Linked DNA regions of Mus musculus: regions 2, 3 and 4 are each linked to region 1. A link is a contact called in public promoter capture Hi-C data. All regions are on one chromosome and are shown on one strand. Each heading gives the region's core, a stretch centred on a gene start, on an enhancer-like site or on the middle of the called end of the contact. The rest is flanking DNA. Distances are from core to core; before and after follow the strand shown. Region 1 holds the start of Fbp2 (fructose bisphosphatase 2). Region 2 holds the start of Ctsl (cathepsin L). Region 3 holds the start of 1810034E14Rik (RIKEN cDNA 1810034E14 gene). Region 4 holds the start of Slc35d2 (solute carrier family 35, member D2).

Region 1 (3,260 bases), core at 208-2,707:
CCAAGAGAGTTGCTGTGGAGCCGAGAGGCCTGCACGGAGGAGGGGTTAAAAGTGTGGGCAAAAGTCCTGAGTGGCCACAGGAAACCGCCCTAATTATAGCAGAGCGGGAACACAGGAGTAGCAAAGACGCTATCTAATGTTACTCGGGGATGATCTTCACACATGCAGGCAACGCCCATTCTGGAAGCATGTTCTTAAAGGCAGAGAGCGCTTGGCCGTTCTTGCCGAATGAAGTAATCACACAGTTAAGGGACAGCACGGGCCGGGGAAAGAGCCAATCAATCATCTTTAATTTGGGTCCTGTTATCTGTTCCTAAACACGTACATAGTAAGCTCTGTGGTGGTTTTATGATTGCAATTATGAAATTAATGCTGTCACAGTTTGGGAATAAAGGCACCACACGATCGAGAATAAACATTTTAAATAGGTGGACTTTGTTGGCTCTTCTTCGAGGGTCCCCCCCCCCCACACACACACACATGTATGTCCCTTCCTTCGACTTCAGAGGGGCCCTTCACTGGAATCAAAATGGAAGTCCAAAGGAAGTGATTTCTTTTCATCATGCCTTAAAACCGTACTCCTGGCTGTGGCCAAGAGCAACTCCAGCATGAACGTGGCCCTGTTTTGCAAAAGAGAACCAAGCAAAGGTGCTCTGCTGTGCCTGCCCCAGCCCAGCCTGTCCAGATTCCTGAACACCACGTGAAGATGGAGAAAACTGAGCCAGGTTCTTTTCATGACAGTCAAGCCCCCTTAACCTGTGTTCTGGTGATTTCTACCCCACAATACTGACAGAGGTCATGACAACTGAACACACCTGTACGGGGTAAAAAAAAAAAAAAAAAAAAAAGGCATCAAAACACATTTTAAAGTCCCATTAAGACTTTGCAAATATAAGTAATGAGAATTCAATATAGGTTTTGAGGCAACAAGCTATAGTGTTACCATTATAATCCCAAGTAACCGGTAGTCACACTTTTCTCTGCAGTTTGTTGCTAAGCAGTTTTTCCCTTTCCTTGCAAAACATGCCAAAGGCTGCTTTATCAAAGCAGGCTTAAAGAATTTAAATGCAGTGTCCTTACGGCACAAAGAGCAAATTAGCTTTGGACCCCGTTTCTAGCACAAGCACCGGTCTGTGGCTTCCACACCCTGGCTTGGGTTGCCTGCGCATGCTCTCCAGGACTTACAGGTTGGCCAGGCCGGCCTTGCGCACTGCGGAAGAGATGGCTTTGATGGCAGTCAGCATCGAGTTGAGCAGCTGGGTGAGTTCTCCGGTCCCTTTGGCCTGTCGCCCCTTTTCCATAACGTAACGGGTCAGGGTCAGCATGTCTGTCTCAAAGGGGCTTCTGTCCGTCATTGTGCAAATGAGATCCCAAAGCCTCCCTTTGCTCCTTGTAGAAATCCTTGCTCTCTCAAGGCAGCAGCCTCACAGCCTACTCGTTGAAGACACACCTGCACTTGACTGTGCCAAAGTCCGAGGGAAATGAACCCCACCCCACGTGACTCAGATAGCCGGACAAGCCCTCAAGGAAACTTCCCTGGCCTCCCTCCCTGACGGTGGCAGCTGCCACAGTGCAAGAAGCAGGCTGTAAATAGTACTGCGCTACAGGGAAGGGCTGGCCTCAATCTCTACACCCAGTTTTGTTTTGTTTGATCCTAAGAAGCCAGGATCAGCCACAGGTGAAAGAAGACTAGCTAATAAAATGACTCACAAATTCCTCCTATGGGAAGCAAGAGGGCTTTCTGCAGCTAGCCGCCACTGTGTGTCATTCTGCACGGTTGAGACTCTCAGATGGCATATTGGCAGATTCTTTATCTGGGGCATAGGTCACATAACAAACTAATGGCAATCCCAGGGTGACTGGAGCAAGAGTTCTTTCAGGCTTGCTTCTATTAAGCATGTGTAACTGGAGGGATGAGGAAGATAATATTACATTCCTAGCAGAGTGTCTAGTCTCAGGGTTGATTTGCCAGTTTCTCTGGATTTTTATTTTTATTTTAAAAACCCTTGATTTGAAAACATACATCAGGACCGCACTGGCTGCTCTTGCAGAGGACCTGGCTTTGGGTCCAAATACCAACTTTTACTCTAGTTCTGGGAAGCTCCAGTGCCCTCTCTGACCTCCAGGATACCAAGCATGTAAGTGGAGCATGTGTAGGAGACAGACACACGAAATGGTCTCATAAAAAGGTGACCCGTCCAGCAGGTCCAGTTATTCGAGGGTCTCGAGGGGACCTCCTCCTAAGAACCAAATGGGGGGTAGAGAGGGACGAGGGCCTTGTGCGAATAACGACACGGAGACCTTCTAGAATGCATCAAAGCCCCCAAATGTATTAGTCAGGCCTGAGGTTTAAATGCACAAGCAAAAGGGGAAGTGCCTTTCAGCAGGAAGGATGGGGCAATAGAATTGCACAAGGAAAAGGGGAAGTACAGATACTTATCAGCGGGAGGGATGGGGCAATACAAGCAAAAGGAGAAGTACTTATCAGTGGGGGAGGGGCAATAGAATTGCACATTCTTAGGCAGTTACACGTGGAAGCAGGAACTTGGCGGTATCAGGGTATCTTGAGGTCAGGACATCCGCGCTGACTTAGGGCTGGAACAATCTGTGGTTGTTCTCGGAGCGGTGTGCCGGTGGCCCGCTTTTGACCCTCTTTTCTTCTCGGGGGAAGAGGCCCAATTCAGAGATCAGGACAATAGTGTTATCTTAATAGCTCCCAACAAAAACGCTTAAAGAAATACTTTTTAAAGGTGACCTAGAATTAACTGCTTAGAGTTGGCCATGCTCTCTGTTACTGTGATATCCTAACTTTCTCTGATGGCAGACAGACCTGGCTCTGGGTCCCAAGCTGGCTACCCAATATGTGGATTAATTTGAGAGTAATGCTCAACATGTAAGACTGTGCTTTCCTCATAAATTCAGACAACAACTGGTGGAGTGGCTCTAAGTATTCAAAATCAGTCGGTGTGCCTGGTATCCAACTCGGTGTCTTAGAAACCTATATCCTTCCAGCTCTTCAGTGTACCTAGAACTATAAGCATACATATAAATAATTTCAATATCTCCACCTACTTGGAGAGCTGAGTCAGGAGAATTCCAAGTCTGGGCAATATGTCAAGACTCTCTATCAAATAAGTTAGTCAACAAAACTGAGGGTGTGCATTTTGCCTTGCAATTTTATATCCTCCCTTGATAATTATTTCAATTAAATTTGTTTGGTGGGGCTGGTGAGATGAATAAGCGGTTAAGAGCGCTGGCTG
Region 2 (3,260 bases), core at 381-2,880, 1.5 Mb after region 1:
CAGAACAAGTTCCAGGACAGCCAGGGACACACAGAGAAGCACTGACTTGGAAAAACAAAAACAAAACCCAACCAACCAAACAAACACTTCCAAGGGCAAGGAAGACCATTCTCTCTAGACAATGTAAACACTACAAACCGTGCCATACAGTCTTCTGTGTGTGGACTTCCACTGGTGCCACTCTGCACTAAAGGTTTGATCAAATTTTGGAGTAGCTAAGGCTGTTCCCAAGCAGAGGACAGCCAAAAGGAGTAAAAGATTCATGGTTCAAACACCTAGGGAAGGAAAAAGAGGAAATGAGAATCCCACGGAAGCTTTCTCTTTTAAGGACAGTTTCTCATGTAGTTTAGGCTTTAAACTTTTTCAATGACCCATCTCTCAAGTTTAGGGATCCATGAGCCACCAGCCCAGCAGTAAACCGTTCTGAGTTGAAGCATCCTTGCACGTGTTAACAAATGTGATTATGAGTGGAGAAAAACAAGTCAGGAATTAATCTTTGGAGGTTCCTAGACTCTAGCTACTGAAACAAAAACAGCCTAGTAGTCATTGGAACAGGGGTAAACCCTTTTCTCTTGCTTTTTTTTTTTTAAGGATTTATTATTATACATAAGTACACTGTAGCTGACTTTAGACGCACAGAAGAGGGTGTCAGATCTCATTATGGGTGGTTGTGAGCCACCATGTGGTTGCTGAGATTTGCACTCAGGACCTTTGAAAGAGCGGTCAGTGCTCTTACCCGCTGAACCATCTCGACAGCCCCCCCCCCACTTTCTCTTATTATAGCGCCACGGTAGTCTTAAGTCTTCCGATATTGTATGCGTCAGAATCTTAAGAGGACAACTGGGTCCAGGTCATTTATTGACAAGTATTAGTGACCCCAAGTGGGCATACAGGAGTACCCAGAGGGTGGGTTGCCACCACACACTTTAACGCACAGCTGCACATCAGGCGAACTGAAGCCTCAAGGCGATGCCTCCTTATGCGATCTCAGTTCGGGTTAGGGGCCAAGCTGGGCCCGTCCGGGGGAGAGGGGGATGGGCGTCCGCTCCGCGCTCGCGGCCACCGCCCGCGAATGTTATGGCGGCACAAGGAGCCCTGGGTCCCGTGACCAGCTTGAGGGGGTCCCGCTGTCCCTACGGGTCCCGGCAGCCCGGAGTCACATGACCTGATGAAGACCCCGCTCGACAACAAGGGCCTATCACTTCGGGGAGGCCGAGGACACATCCTCGAGATCCTGGCCCATCCGGGGGTCTCCAGTCCGGGTTGCAGATGCTATGGTTCCCACATTCTAGATTCCCCTACCTGCCCTTGCTCGGGAAGCCTTTAAACCCGCGGGGGTCACTCACCTGAGGCGGCTAGCTGCGCACAAGAAGTCTGCAAACTCGGATCCCCGGAGGTCGCCGAGGTCCGAGAATCTGGAGGAACAGCGCCGGGCTCAGGCTTTAAAGCCTCTCAGGCTACAGCCCCGACAGGGCCCGCCCCCGCCCCGTCATTGGCTATGCCTGCCTCGGGGCGGAGCCTGCGGGAGTCCGGGCGCGTGACGCCGCCGGGTCGTAACCTGTCCTGTGGTGCAAGCCTTGGGGCGAGGCTGATCCACTTTGGAGGGTCCACGCCAGCGTGGTGCCTTGGTTCTGTAAGAAAAGCGTAGGAAAAAAAAGGCCTGCTGTGGAATTTCCACCTCAGCCATACCTTTCCTTTTGTATGAAAGTTGTAGATTAAAATGTGCAGGGTGGAGAGTTGCATAACCCGTGGTTTCTGTTTAACCCACAACAATGCTGATGTAAGTGGAAGAAGACAGAGCGGAGGACAGAGTCACCTCTCCAGGGTCTGGCTGGACGGGTGTCCATAGAATTTAGATCAGCACGTGGCTTCTAACGCCGCACTTCCTGCCTTACCTATACATGGATTGTTCCTTAGGAGCATTTCTCTCAAGTCTGGTAGAAATTCTTTTCGTGGCAGGCGGGGACGCGGCGGTGGGGGTGGGGTTGTAGGATGGTGGCTAGAAAAGAAAAGAAAAAAAGCGGTTGAGAACGATGGAGACTGTTTTCCTACTTTACATTATGAATTGTTTTTCTTACTTTCAATTTTTTTCTTTCTTTTTCCTTTTTTTTTTTTTTTTTGTCTTTTCGAGACGGGGTTTCTCTGTGTAGCCCTGGCTGTCCTGGAACTCACTCTGGAGACCAAGGCTGGCCTCGAACTCAGAACCGCCTGCCTCTGCCTCCCAAGTTTTGGGATTAAAGGCATGCGCCACTTCTGGAATTTGATAAATTCGCTGGAAAAGATATAAGTATGTGTTTGAGATAGGGGTTATAGGGTTTAATAATGTAGACCAGGCAATCACAGGCATCCTGGTTTTGCCTCTCAAGAGCCGGGATTAAAGCTATCTCCGAGCTATCCGCTTTAGTTTCCTCTTCCTCACTCAAGAAGAGTAATATTTAATAGAAGGCTGTAGTTGTGTAGCTTGAAGAAATTACTTGGATAGAGAAAAAATATATATACAGGTATAGGTAAGATTGAAAGAAAATAATTCGGTAAAGTGTAATTTTTTTTTAGCCATATAAGATTTTTTTTATTGGCTATTCTGTTTAGAAGCTTTATAATATTTGAGTTTGGTTAATTTCAGTATGTGATTTTTAAAAATTTGTATTGTCTTTTTTTTTGTTTTGTTTTTGTTGTTGTTTTTGTTTTTGAGACAGGGTTTCTCTGTGTAGCCCTGGCTGTCCTGGAACTCACTCTGTAGACCAGGCTGGCCTCGAACTCAGAAACCCGCCTGTCTCTGCCTTCCAAGTGCTGGGATTAAAGGCGTGCGCCACTACTGCCTGACTTGTAATGTCTTTTATAATAGTATTTAAAATATTTTCTGAGACAGGGTTTTCAGTGTAGCCTTGGCTGTCCTGGAATTTGCTCTATAGATGAGGCTGTCCTCAAAACTCACAGAGATCCGCCAGCCTCTGCCTCCCAAGTACTGGGATTAAAGGAGTGCGCCACTACCTCCTGGCCCTAAAAGAAGTATTTTTTTAAAAGTGATTTAAAAGATCACGTTCAGGGCTTGGTGAGATTGCTTAGTGTTAAAGAGTTGCCTGAACCCAAGCCTAAGTTCAATCTCAGAGATCTATATGGTGAAAGAAGAGAGCCAAAAGTTGTTCTCTGACTTTTGTATGTGCTGTTGGCACATGTACACCTCCCCGAAAATGAGGCTTTTGTTGTTGTGGTTGTTTTTTGAGACAGGATTTTTGATTTCCTGGCTGTCCTGGAACTCC
Region 3 (3,260 bases), core at 268-2,767, 1.4 Mb after region 1:
AGAGGAAATTTCAAAAGTTTGAGTCTTCCAAGAGGCAATACTTACTTCTCATACTCTAGCTCGTTATCTATGCTGAAATAATGTTCGTTTGTTGCACTCTTTGGTCTGCTGTAGAGAATGGCAAAACAAAGGCGATCTGCAATGGAAAACAGCAGTGTTCTTTTCTTCAAGTTCTTAAACAGGTGTCCCCAGCCAAGACCCAACTCCTTTCTGATGAATTCAAAGATGGCTTGTTTGATTTTGTTGTGTCCCCCCCACCCCACCCCATGTTTCAGATGGCAGAGGTGACAATGTGTAACTTCAAAAAGTCTCTTTGGTGAATATTAATAAATAAGCAAAGCTTTAAAGAAGAAATTGTCTTAATCTTAGTAAGGACCATGGTGGTAGGTGATTATTTCATGTAGTGGTACTGTTTCAGTTTCTGCAGCAACTAGACTAAGAAATTTCAGGAAATTCAGCATACCTCTGATAGCTAGCCTATAACCATGCATTAAGTTTACGATGACACACTGAAAATACATGTAGCAATACATGAAAATACATGTTGCTGTTTACAACTATAGAACACAAGGTGGTATGTTTATACAATTAATCTCATAGATACGTATTTTTTAAATTGGAATCACTGCTTTGGGTTTCTTATAAATTGCTGTTTAAAATCAAGGTGAATGTGAGGGGAGGCCAGACTGGGGTAGAATCTGTGTTGCATGAGTCAGATGCTGTGGAGTTCAGCAAGAAGGGAAGTGATGTTCAAAGGCTCCATCCATCTTTATTCCCACCAACCCCCAGAAAAAGGCAACATCTTAACAGCACTCAGATACCTACACCCAAAACATGGCAAAAATCAAAGTGGTAAGAAACAAGAGCCGAGACGTCCTTTTCTCAAATGGTACTTTAAACTTTCCAATCTGTATCTCCTCTCTCAGAACAGCTGCAAATATCTCCTAGTAAATGCAACAAACTTCTTGCAGCCGCATTCAAATGGGTGACAGGGCTTTGTCCTTTCTAATCACAAATGACCTTTGATCTTTGGCTGGACTGGGAATTTCACCAGCTCCCACACAGGGTGGGTGGAGAGGCTGTAGGACATAGGGGTCACAAGCACATTAAGGCACATTAAGGTTTACCCCCAAAGTCAGTGGACCCAGAAAGGAGGCCAGTTGGGCTCCTAGGGCAGCAAGTCGCTCCTCCAGCCATCCTAAGTCCTGCCCCGTGCACTCACCTCGGATCACCTCGGCCATCAGAGGGGTCCCTGCGCCCTCCCGTCTCATGACTCCAAAGCATCTGGAAAGCAGGGCAAGAGAAGGACCCGCGAGTCTGGGATGACCGCGACGGACGGACGGGAAGAAAAAAAAAGAAAGTGTGACCACACCCCCAAAGTCTAAAAAACAGTGAAGTTTAAAGGGCCGCGCCCATGCATGGGCACGGAAACGCCCTGGCGGGTGACAAGCAGCAGACTGGGAGCCAACCCCGGAAGTCCAAACTCTAGGACGTCCCTGGGGCAGCCAGGGGCCAGTCTCCTGCAAAAGGGGCCAGGCCCACGGGCAGGCGCGACCAGAGGTCAGCCGCCCTGCAGAGGGAGAAAGAGAGAAGGAAAGAGACCTGGCCCACGAGCACACGCAACTAGGTCCAAGTGTCCTGCAAAGGAAGAAAGCAGACACACAGGCACGCGCGGCCAGAGACCAGATGTCTTGAAAAGGGAGCGACTAAGCTAGCTTTGGGTACACTGGGCCAGCTCAAAACCGGCTGGCCGGTACGACCCAGGCACGCGTGATAAAGGATTTAGAGGCCAGGCCGGCGCAACCTTCCCCACAAACTCGGTCTCCCGCCCACCACCGCTGCCTGCCACCAGGGGGCACTCCCCGACCCAAGCAACGGAGAGTCACAGCTCAGATCAGACAGGCCTGCACCTGGGCTCTTGCACCAGAGTTCGGAAACTGCCAAGTGACTCTGCTGGAGTTGGACATGAATATAATCCAGTACGTGGAGGCAGAAAGAGGAAGGAAGATCAAGAGTTCAAGGTCAGTCTCCCCTAAAGAAAACTCATCAGGTAAAAGTACTTGCCCTTCAATGTTGTAAGCCTGAGGACCAGAGTTTAATGCCCAGAAACCACTCTACAAAGTTATCCTCTGACCTCCCCACACAGTGGGGGTAGGGCGCACAAATTTTTAATTAAAATAAATGTAATACTCCGGTCATTTGCTATGTTAAAGGTATGGGGATGGTCTAAAAGCAAAACAGTTGATGTGCTTCCTAGCAACCATTCACAGTTTTCAGTCTATGTTCTTAATCTCAAGGGAACAAGTTAACACACAGGATGGGATGGAGTTGACCCCACTTTTGTTGGGTGTCATATGGTGCTGAGTCTGTAGATCTTTATTACCTCCCCAAGTTTTCCCAAACTTTCTACAGAAAAGTGCTGAGAAGTGAAAAGTCGCCAATGAAAGTCCCTTGAAAGAAAATGAAAAGGGCAAGTTCTCCTAAAAATGACACATTATTTGTGATCCCCAAAGACCTGCATATTTCTTAACCTTATTCTAGAATCTCAGATGTATCAGACTGAGATCATGACCTACCTCTCTCTCTCTCTCTCTCTCTCTCTCTCTCTCTCTCTCTCTCTCTCTCTCTCTCTCTCTCTCTCTCTCTCTGTCACACACACACACCCCACAGCAGTCAGTATGGGGCACGGATTCTTTCTATACTTGTACCTGTAGCTCTGGCTGTCCTAGAACTCACTCTGTAGACCTGAGTTTGGCCTCACACTCAGAAATCCGCCTGCCTCTGCCTCCCAAGTGCTGGGATTAAAGGCGTGCGCCACCACCGCCCTGGCGATACATTCCTTAGTTTTCACAGTAATAAACAATAAGCAAGTCAAGAATATTCTAAATTCACCAAGCAAACCCAGTTTCAATTATATTATTACAAAAATTACAGAAATGCCATTTTAAAGTTTGAGGTTTTTTTTTTTCTTTTCATTATTATGTGTGTGTGGCAGTCAGAGGACCACTCTTTGAGGTCCTTTCATCTCCTGCCACCTTGTGAGTTCCAGTGACCAACCTAAAGTCATCAGGCCGTCTTGCAAGCACCCCTACCCGTGAGGATGCCTTCCATGTGTGCCTTAAAACCTGTGTGCCTGCAACTACTGACACCTAAGTCAGAAAATTGTTAAGCAGTTTTAGCATTTTTTAGAGCAGATGACCCAGCATGAAACAAAGGAGAGTAAGAAAGATTTATGCCTTTTTATAGCTTTTGAACTTTTG
Region 4 (3,260 bases), core at 431-2,930, 1.3 Mb after region 1:
CCCTGAGACCCACACAGTGGAAGGAAAAAACTGACTCTTGAAAGTTGTCCTCTGACCTATACACACACACACATTCAATGGCATTCAATGGCTTATTGCTGGTACACTAGGATGTGAAATTAAGGCGTTTTGTTTTGTTTACCTGTTCTATTCACTTCAGTTACCTATGTGCCTGAGAATATGGCTGTCACATCCTGAGCACACACTGTCATTAAATTTATGAAGGCTCTGTCCCCGCCCTCCTGTAAAGTTCTCCTGGGGGTCTTCTTGGTACTTGGTCACTCCCTTCCAGTCATCTAGCCAAGTTGACTTTCTCTCTGCTCTTCCAGGAAGCCAAGCTCTTGCTGCTCTCTTCTGCCTGATGTTCTGGCCCCAACCTCTGACCCTCTTCTCTCTTGGGTCACATCTGCAATGCTTTATCAGTTCTTGAACCTGTTTGTTGTTGAAGTAGAACTTCCATCGAAGATGTTCCACATGGTCTATACCATTTTTTCCACAACATACCATGGGATCAGCATAGTAGGTACTCAATAGTATCTGTTGGACTTACAACTTGTGGACCCGATATGGATCTGAGTTTTCCCAAATATAAGACAAAAAAAAAAAAGCAGAACTGTGGGGTTTACAAAGAGCCCTGGGTTGTGGCAGCTCAGGCAAGGCCCTAGGAGGTTAATACCATGCTTATAGTCAGCTAGGTTCTGCATCTAAGGAAAATGCTAAGTATGGCCAGGGAGCAATCACCCCTGGGGCCAGATTTAAAACCACAGTTCTCTCCGGATTCAACCACAGAGTAGAATTAAATAGGATATTATTATAGTCTTTACAAATAAGTTCAAAGAAGCACAGAGTTGCTGGTGCATTCCACTCTGATCTTAAAAAAAAAAAAAAAAAAAAAAAAAAAAAAAAAGCTGATCTTGTAAACTTCTAGTTGTTCTGATTATCCAGAAATACGATGGTTATTTGAGAATGGATGATTAGCCTATATAAACAAACCACACAAGTCCAGATGTAATCGGTGGAACATGCATTTTTGTTTTGTTTCGTTTGTTTTGCTTGGAGCTGGAGATGTATCTCAGTGAAAATGAAAAGCCTTGGGTGGCTTCCTCTGTACAAAACAGGTGTGGTGTCACACATGGAAGGTGGAGACAGGAAAACTATTAGGTAGTCCAGAAGTTAACCTGGGGTGCATGAAATCCTGTCTCAAAAACACCACGAAGATTAAAAGGTAATGATTTGCTCAAAATACATTTATGTTTATGATGTTGTAACCTGTAATAACAGCACTAGAGAGGCTCAGTCATGAGGATTTGAGTTCGAGGCCAGCGTGAACTATCTGATGAATGCCTGTCTTAAAATAAGTCGTCACTTTTTTCTCAGTTGCTGAACTTACTTAATGCTTGCAAAGGTGGCTTTTAAGTTCAGCTGGTGTATGTTCTTGATCCCAAGTGGACTTTGTTGGGTAGTGACTTGGTAAAGGCAGAGCACACTCGGCTTTCCAAGCCCCGGCCACCCTGCATCCCTCATAACCAGCCTCACCCGTATGTGGTCAGCAGCGCCTTGTTGACCAGCACGATGAGGAAGGAGCATGTGCCATAGAAGAGCGCCGACAGCAGCCTGGCCAGGCGAGAGGGCAACGGCGCCGCGTTGGGCTCCTCCATCTCTGCCCTCCGCCGCCCGGCCCAAACCCAGCCCGCGGTCCCGCCCCCAGCGGCCCGGGAAGAGGGTGCGGCAGGAACAGGAAGAGCCTGGGCGCGAACTCCGACCACGGCCCGCCCCGCACCCCGCACCCCGCACCCCCGCACCACGCACTGGTGCTTCTAGTGCGCTCTCTCCTTGGAGGTGTCCACCTCCCGGGAAAGCCGAAAAACTGCCTTAGCCGGCACCCCCAGAAAGGCTGAGGTTCGTTTCCGTTTTTGTTTGTTTGTTTTTAAAAAGTATAATTTATGTCCTACGGGACGCGCCTGATTAGTGAGTTACAGATGCGTTCTTGACAAATGAACAGAACCAAGCAAACACGTAAATCTGAGTACAACATCCCCACAAAGGGCAAGAGTCCCCCTGAGTACTTAGGGTGTATCAGCTGTGGTGCTGGGCTACACCTCCCTGCGTGTGTTCAGAGCGCCCCCATCTACCCCGGTGGTTGGCATGATGGTAATTCCCAATTTACAACTATTACTAAAAATGCTTCCAGGCATACTTCAAGACAAGTGCTCGTGCGGAACGCTTCTGTTTCTCGTTCATAAATGCCTAAGACTGGCATCCACCATAAATGCCATGTATTCGGCTTCTCTTCCTCTGGACACTTTTGGTAAATTCAGGCCTCCCTCACAAAAGGCCCACTTCTCCCTAGGACAGCAGCCCCAGGATCCCTGGTTCTTGTGAATAAAAGCTCAAAGCTGTAGAACGACTCTCAAGTTTGTTCTCATGTTCAGATGTATTGCACTTTGATCAGTATTAACTTGCATTCCACAGCCAAAATAGTGTTTTTTTGAGTTCTGACTGCACACACCAGTGTTAGGTCCAAAGGGCTCCTCATTCCGTGGCCAAAGCGCAGGCTCACTGACTTGGTTCAAAATTGAGTATAGGCCCAGCTCAACCTGGACCATGGGAAGATTCCTGGCAGTTGGATAAATGCCAGCAGAAACAAACAATCCATAGCTTAGGGGAGATCAGCGGCTTGGTTTGGATAGGAGAACATGGAGGTGTCCCCGGTCCATCTGTGTGTATCTCTTCTGGGTGTTCTGCATTGGGGGTATTGAAGGGGCACAGAAAACTGCCAACATGACCATTCTCTCCATCATGTACCACTGAGGTGTGTTGTAGGTTAAGAAAAAGTACCCACACCGGGCGTGGTGGCGCACGCCTTTAGTCCCAGCACTTGGGAGGCAGAGGCAGGCGGATTTCTGAGTTCGAGGCCAGCCTGGTCTACAGAGTGAGTTCCAGGACAAGCCAGGACTATACAGAGAAACCCTGTCTCGAAAAAAAAAAAAAAAAAAAAGAAGAAAAAAAAAAGTACCCAGAGCAGAAGGAGAAAGAAGATGGGGCTGGTGAGATGGCTCAGTGGGTAAGAGCACCCGACTGCTCTTCCGAAGGTCCAGAGTTCAAATCCCAGCAACCACATGGTGGCTCACAACCATCTGTAACAAGATCTGACTCCCTCTTCTGGTGTGTCTGAAGACAGCTACAGTGTACTTACATATAATAATAAATAAATCTTTAAAAAAAAAAAAGAAAGAAGATGGACTTGCAAGCAGTCTAGG

The links. Promoter capture Hi-C pulls out the DNA fragments that hold promoters and counts their contacts. Capture Hi-C pulls out chosen DNA fragments and counts their contacts.
Region 2: a contact with region 1 is called in a promoter capture Hi-C map of liver, with 2.1 times the contacts expected there. The contact joins the promoter of Ctsl here to the promoter of Fbp2 in region 1. A contact is called at or near these places in 2 of 39 promoter capture datasets (cranial neural crest and liver) and 1 of 115 datasets of contacts at active chromatin or transcription factors (pancreatic cancer cells).
Region 3: a promoter capture Hi-C map of adipose tissue shows a contact between it and region 1, with 3 times the contacts expected there. The contact joins the promoter of 1810034E14Rik here to the promoter of Fbp2 in region 1. A contact is called at or near these places in 1 of 39 promoter capture datasets (hippocampal neurons) and 1 of 9 other capture datasets (adipose tissue).
Region 4: a promoter capture Hi-C map of hippocampal neurons shows a contact between it and region 1, with 5 times the contacts expected there. The contact joins the promoter of Slc35d2 here to the promoter of Fbp2 in region 1. A contact is called at or near these places in 5 of 39 promoter capture datasets (the 3T3-L1 cell line, cranial neural crest, frontonasal cranial neural crest and 2 more), 1 of 115 datasets of contacts at active chromatin or transcription factors (astrocytes) and 1 of 9 other capture datasets (liver).

What each region holds. Positions count from the first base shown.
Region 1 is chr13:62,856,943-62,860,202 of GRCm38.p6, forward strand. It overlaps Fbp2 (fructose bisphosphatase 2), which reads right to left and starts at 1,458. Exons shown (of 7, transcript NM_007994.4): 1 at 1,186-1,458. The coding sequence starts at 1,355.
Region 2 is chr13:64,368,890-64,372,149 of GRCm38.p6, forward strand. It overlaps Ctsl (cathepsin L), which reads right to left and starts at 1,631. Exons shown (of 8, transcript NM_009984.4): 1 at 1,347-1,631; 2 at 139-275. The coding sequence starts at 264.
Region 3 is chr13:64,247,183-64,250,442 of GRCm38.p6, forward strand. 1810034E14Rik (RIKEN cDNA 1810034E14 gene) reads left to right here and starts at 1,518. Exons shown (of 3, transcript NR_045798.1): 1 at 1,518-2,021. Cdc14b (CDC14 cell division cycle 14B) reads right to left here. Exons shown (of 14, transcript NM_172587.3): 2 at 46-136.
Region 4 is chr13:64,127,650-64,130,909 of GRCm38.p6, forward strand. Slc35d2 (solute carrier family 35, member D2) reads right to left here and starts at 1,681. Exons shown (of 12, transcript NM_001001321.3): 1 at 1,537-1,681. The coding sequence starts at 1,658.